Regions from separate parts of the Sus scrofa genome. Here region 1 is linked to region 2. The links are chromatin contacts, called in public HiChIP or PLAC-seq maps. All regions are on one chromosome and are shown on one strand. Each heading gives the region's core, a stretch centred on a gene start, on an enhancer-like site or on the middle of the called end of the contact. The rest is flanking DNA. Distances are from core to core; before and after follow the strand shown. Region 1 holds the start of SLC13A3 (solute carrier family 13 member 3). Region 2 holds the start of LOC100738769 (thyrotropin-releasing hormone receptor-like).

Region 1 (2,779 bases), core at 56-2,555, 100 kb after region 2:
TTCGCTTTTGTTTTTACGAACATTTAAGATCTCATTTAGGGACAGTGAAGCCACTCCTGAAGGTAGAAGCCTTGTCTAACGAGTTGCCCTTCCACGATGCCTCGGCTGGGCTGAGCACAGGTGAGGGACCCCAACAGGGACCGGCAGTACCATCTCCTTCCCGCTCCCATTGGTGGTGATTTTTGTCATGACACTCCTGACCTCAGCCTGCAGCCTTTGATCATCTAGGGATTACTTTCTTTGAGTCTAGAAACAGCTCAGATTCTGGATCCTGATAAACCACGGATTGACTCCCCACTCAGCTGTGTTTCCAGCAAGTCCCTTCTCCCTGAGCCTCACTTTTCTGCTCTGGAAGAGGGGGTAAATAATCCTCCCCATTTGAAGGGTACTTTCAATCTGGATTAAATAAAATGATGCACCTAAGGCAAAGTTTAGCACTGCTCTTTGTAAGCCCCAGGAAACGTTTATGAAATGTTGGCTGTCCCTATCATGTAAGGTGCCTAGAATAAGACCAGCCAGTGTATTCTCAAGCACTAACTGTGTACCAGGCTCAGTTTTAAGAGATCTGCATATATTTCCTCCTTTAATATTCGCTACAACCCAGTGGGTTGGCATTATCATTTCCTCCATGTTTACAAACTAGTAAACTGAAGTTCAGAGAGGTTAAGTGACTTGCCCCAGGTCACACTGCTTAGCATTCATCAAGCGTTCCTTGTGATTTTCAAAGGAAATGTGCAACACAGAGCCAAGCATATAGTTGTAGCTCAATAAGGAGAAATCATTGCTGTAAAAGTGAGAGGATGCAGAAGGCTAGGTGGGACCCAGGCTCCAAGGAGCAGCTGAGAAAGGGGGATTGAGGTTAGGTTAGGGGTATTCACAGCAGTCCGAGGAGAGAGGGTCGAGGGAGGTCTGGTGAAGTCTCTCTAGACTGGGACCTCGGAGGCGGAGAGGGTCCTGCCTGTGGCGCGACCCGCCCAGAGGGCGGAATGTGCGGGCGCACAGGCAGAGGAGGCGTTACCTTGGGCGGGAGGGCGAAGACCACCGGCAGCAGCGCGAGCGGCGTGAACAGCAGCACCAGCAGCCGCCGCGCGCTCCACACCTTCTTGGCTATTGTCGCCAGCGCCGCCATCTGTGCGATCGCCCCGTGGAGCAGGCCAGCCTGGGACTGTCAGCGCCTGGACCCGGCTCCGGCTTATAGCCTGGGGGAGGGCCTAGGGAGGAGACTGCGCTTGGGGTCCCGCCCTCTCCCTATGCGTCCGGGAAGAAAAGGGTGGTGCGCCCGCTCCCCTGGGACGGGGCGAAAGAAGTGCAGGAACGTTGGGAAAAGTTAGACACACAAGAACTAAAGAATCGGACTCTCGCCCTGAAGGCAGAGAGCTGGACTCCAGCCCCGAGGCAGAGTGGCCTGGGGTTTAAACCTGACTTTCCAGCTCTGCGGTCTGGAGCAAATGGCTTAGCTTTTCCTTCTTCACCTGTGAAAAGGGCCGTGCTAACAATCACTTACGAGTAGGTTACTAGGTTCAGATACTGGCTTGCCACATACTAGCTGTGTGGCCTTGACAAAGGCTTCTGAGCCTCAGTTTTCTCATCCACAAAGTGGGGAGATGATAATAATGGTCTCTACTAGACAAAAGTTCTGTTGGGAGTTACTGCTGTTGATAACTGTTTTTCTTCTTTTCTTCTGTGATGGTTGAGTTATCTGAAGGTGGGAGCCTGGGGGAATGCAGAGGAGCACAACCCTGCGTTGTGTAGTATTTGCTTCCTTGGTTTTTAACGACACCACCAAGTGATTTTCCAAAGTGTTTGCACTACAACATTTCTGTTAGCAATGTATAAATGATCCAGTTTCTCCACATCCTTGTCACCACTGGGGTTGTCACTATTTTTTATTTTAGCCATTCTGATAGGTGTACAGAAATATCTCATTGGGGCCTTTAATTTGCATTTTCTTAATAGCTAACAATATTTAACACCTTTTCATGTGCTTATTTGCCATCAGTATATTCTCATTGGGGGAAATTACCTCTTCCTGTTGTTGGCCTATTTTCTAATTGGACGGTTTGTTTTCTGATGTTGAGTTTTGAGAGTACTTTATATATTCTAGATGCCAGTCCTTTGTCAGATATGTTATTTGCAAAAATTTTCTTCCAGTCTATAGGTTGGCTTTTCATCCTCTTGACAGTCCTTTCACATAGTAAATATTTGTAATTTGGGTGGAGTCAAATTTATCAAAATTTCTTTTTTCTAGATCATGCTTTTGGTGTCCAAGTCTTTGCATAGCCCTAGATCCTGAAGATTTTCTCACACTTTTTTTAGAAGTTTGACAGTTTATAGTTTTATGTTTTATATTTAAGTCCATGAGTTAATTATTTACAATAAACACTTAATTTACTAATTTTCAGAGTAATGACTCAAGTTCAGCATTCTCCTTGGAATGGAAAACTTCCTTGGAAGTTACTTCATTCTTTTTCTCTTATTCAAAAGTGTACCTCGTAGTGTCAGCTGCTTTTCTTGGAAAGAACGCTTATTTCTGGACCGGACATAGTGACTACCACATCATCATAAAGTTCTTCAGTTTTTTCTTTTTATTTGTGGAATTGGAAAATGGATTCATTTTGGTCTTCTTCCTCACAAATTCTTTTTGGTCTGTCTTTCCAGCCATTGCAGTTGCTAGTCTTGTCTCCTTGTCAGACTTTGGCTTTTTATGAAGGTGTTCAATGGCCCAAAGAGAAAGTAATTCACCCCTGGGCTCCTCATCACTGTCTATTTGGACGTACTT
Region 2 (2,787 bases), core at 243-2,742:
CCTACGTACTGCAGATAGGTGATGCCCAGGCAGCCTGCGTGGCCGAAGACCCACACCCGAGCGGACGCTGCCTCAGCCACGGTGGGCACTCCGGCGGCCAGGAGCACCAGCAGGTCCGCGGTGGCCAGGCTCACCAGATAACAGTTGGTGGATGTGACCATGTGGCGGCTCCGGACCACCACCAGGACTACCATGGCGTTGCCCACCACACCCACGGTGCACACGAGGGGCACCAGGGTCAAGGTCACCGCCTGTACAGCCAATGGAGGGCGGGGCATGGGACCCAGGCTCGATGCGTTGTTCACCCGCTCGGGGTGCTCGGTGGGTTTCTCCATGCGCCCCTGTCCGCGCTGCACCTCTACGGCGGCAGCAAGTTGGGGAATCACTCCCGGCTGCAAAGGTGCCCTCGGGGAACCTTCCTTCAGGAAGCTGCAGGTCCAGCAACTGCCTCCAGCTGAACTGGCTTCTCCAGCTCCGTGCAGGGTCTCTCCCTGCTGCTCCGCTGGGAAATAATGCTCGTGCTGCTCAGTTTGCAAGACGACTTGCAGCAGGAGTTGGCGCGATCTTTCCCGGGGTGGGGTTTACCGCAGGGGCGCGTTCTGAATTGTAGGGTCTCGGCAGTGAGCCCGACACCAGAAGGCCGCCTCCTACCGGACCGACTGCTTGAGCCCAGTCAGCTCTTGACGCCCCTCTCCTGGTTCGCGAGGCTCAGGACTCCCAGCGATCTAGCGCGGTGCGTAGAGACCGATCGCCCCGCCAACCTTTTCCTTCGCTCTGCTCTCCGCGACCACCCCAGGCAGGCTCCTTTCCTGGAGTTAGCTTGTCGTTGCCACTGATGCCCCAGCCCAGCACTAGTTCTTTCCGCCAGCTCCTGGCTCCGTACCGTGGGCACTTGGGGTCAGGTGGGGGACCCAGGGTGCGGTGGGGAAGGGATGCTAACAGGAACAGTGGTCTCTGGCGCCCTGCTAGCTCCTTTGTCCTGGGCTTCTGCACCTGCTCCCTCCCTTCTTTCTCTGGGAGAAGCTCCACTGGGCCACGGGGGATGGGGTGGGGGGAAGAGCTGGCAACCCTTTGGCTTCCCAACACAACCCTGGAATCCTACCCTGTTTTCACTGGCAGAAACCTCAGCCCTGCTGTTGACAAACACGGAGCTAAGGCCCAGAGCTGAGGGGAGGGGAGGGTATTTGCCCATCTAGACGTGGGTTGGTTCTGTCTTCCTAAGCTCCTCATCTCTGTCACCTTTTTACTTTCTCCTGATTCGTTTCCCCAGTTTTCTTTCCTTCCTCCTGAAAAAGACTTGTAAATTCTTGGAGGGTGTACCCCACCCTCCATTCTCTAAGACGGCCCCACCTCACAGGCACAATTATGTTAGGAACCTTTAGCTCAGTTCCTGCAACAGAAAAGGTGCATGATGGTAGCTGGATGAATGAAAAAACTTGTTTCTTCACTAGAGGAAGCTTCCTGAGGGGGGGGACCCCACTAAGCTTCATAGAAGGCGTAAAGACTGCTTTTCAGGGAGCCTCGTTCTGTGTCTGCACACAGTAGATGCGGAGAAATTGCTTGGTGCTGTTGATTTATCCATTATGCGCTCGAAAAATTATTTCATCTGTGAAATGGAATAATAATGATAGAGCCCACTTCGGAGTGTCCTTGGGAGGCTCATATGATTGATGTGGGGAAAATCCATAGAAAGTGTTTAGCTGTGCTTGACTGCGGTAAGGGGTGAAGGGATTGGCAATTACAGTCGCGATAGATATATCCCTCTGCCCCTCTCTTTATGTCTGAGCAGTCTGCTGTCTGTGTTTGATAAATGGACAAAAAATGAAAGGGAACTTGGCAAGGGAGTGTTTGGGGGGCACTACGAGGGTCCCATTGTCCCCAGTGTCAGTCTTTCTAAAAAACAAACGTCTGGTGTATCTGAAGCACCTAGTATTGCCTGGTGATGCTCTGTGTGCTTTACAAGTGTTATTTCATTCTACACTCGCAACACCCTGTAGTGAAGGTATTACTAGATCCTCATTTTACAAAGAAACCGGGTCCCAGAGCAGTTAAGTAACATGCTCAAAGATACATTGGTTAGGACGGGGGGGGGCGGTTACTAGGATTTGAGCCTAGTAACTTGGCTGTGAAGTTCCCACTCTTACCCGTAATGCTCTACCACCCTTCTGCAACGTTCCCTGGGTTCTTCACCTGTAACCAAACACCCTACCTGGAGCCAAATGCCATAGCAGGTGCCTTACAAGCATTATCGCTATTCCCCACAGCCCTCGCTAGGCCTGTATTATTATCCCATTTCACAGATGAGGAAATTAGGTCCAGAGAGGAATGATTTTCACTGTCAGGCAACCAGGGCCAAGAAGAAGCAGAATCTCAACACTCCCAACTTTATGCTCCCTGCCCCCACCCCAACCTCAGCCATTTCTAAGGAAGCAAACATCCATTAAGTCCAGGATGCTTCCTCCCGGCTCTGGGGTACGGCAGTCGTCCCCGAGAGTGGTCCAGAGCAAAACTTTCAGCCATGTGAACTGCAAGTTGTCTCCTTGGGCTTCTCTCCTTCTAAGTCGGCCAGCTCTCTCTCCTGCCTCACTGAGCTGTTGAGTTGCCAGCAGCAAGGGGCAGTACTTGGCAGTGGACCAAATGTCCACAGTGGAACTCTTTAATTTCCCACAACCCACCTCATCCATCTCTAGTCTTCCTCATCTTAGCAAAGGCACCAGTGGTAAAACATCCATTCAGTTGCTAAAACCAATTATTCCCAGGTTATTGTTTCTTTCTCTCCCTCACCAC

Evidence for each region. HiChIP or PLAC-seq counts read pairs in DNA pulled down with a chosen protein or histone mark.
Region 1: a contact with region 2 is called in an H3K27ac HiChIP or PLAC-seq map of alveolar macrophages. The contact joins the promoter of SLC13A3 here to the promoter of LOC100738769 in region 2. A contact is called at or near these places in 8 of 47 Hi-C or Micro-C datasets (embryonic fibroblasts, epiblast stem cells, fetal liver and 4 more) and 1 of 2 datasets of contacts at active chromatin or transcription factors (alveolar macrophages).

The regions. Positions count from the first base shown.
Region 1 is chr17:48,790,975-48,793,753 of Sscrofa11.1, forward strand. It overlaps SLC13A3 (solute carrier family 13 member 3), which reads right to left and starts at 1,306. Exons shown (of 13, transcript XM_003483976.4): 1 at 1,019-1,306. The coding sequence starts at 1,129. It also overlaps the pseudogene LOC100520157.
Region 2 is chr17:48,688,380-48,691,166 of Sscrofa11.1, forward strand. It overlaps LOC100738769 (thyrotropin-releasing hormone receptor-like), which reads right to left and starts at 1,493. Exons shown (of 3, transcript XM_013985448.2): 1 at 1-1,493. The coding sequence starts at 335.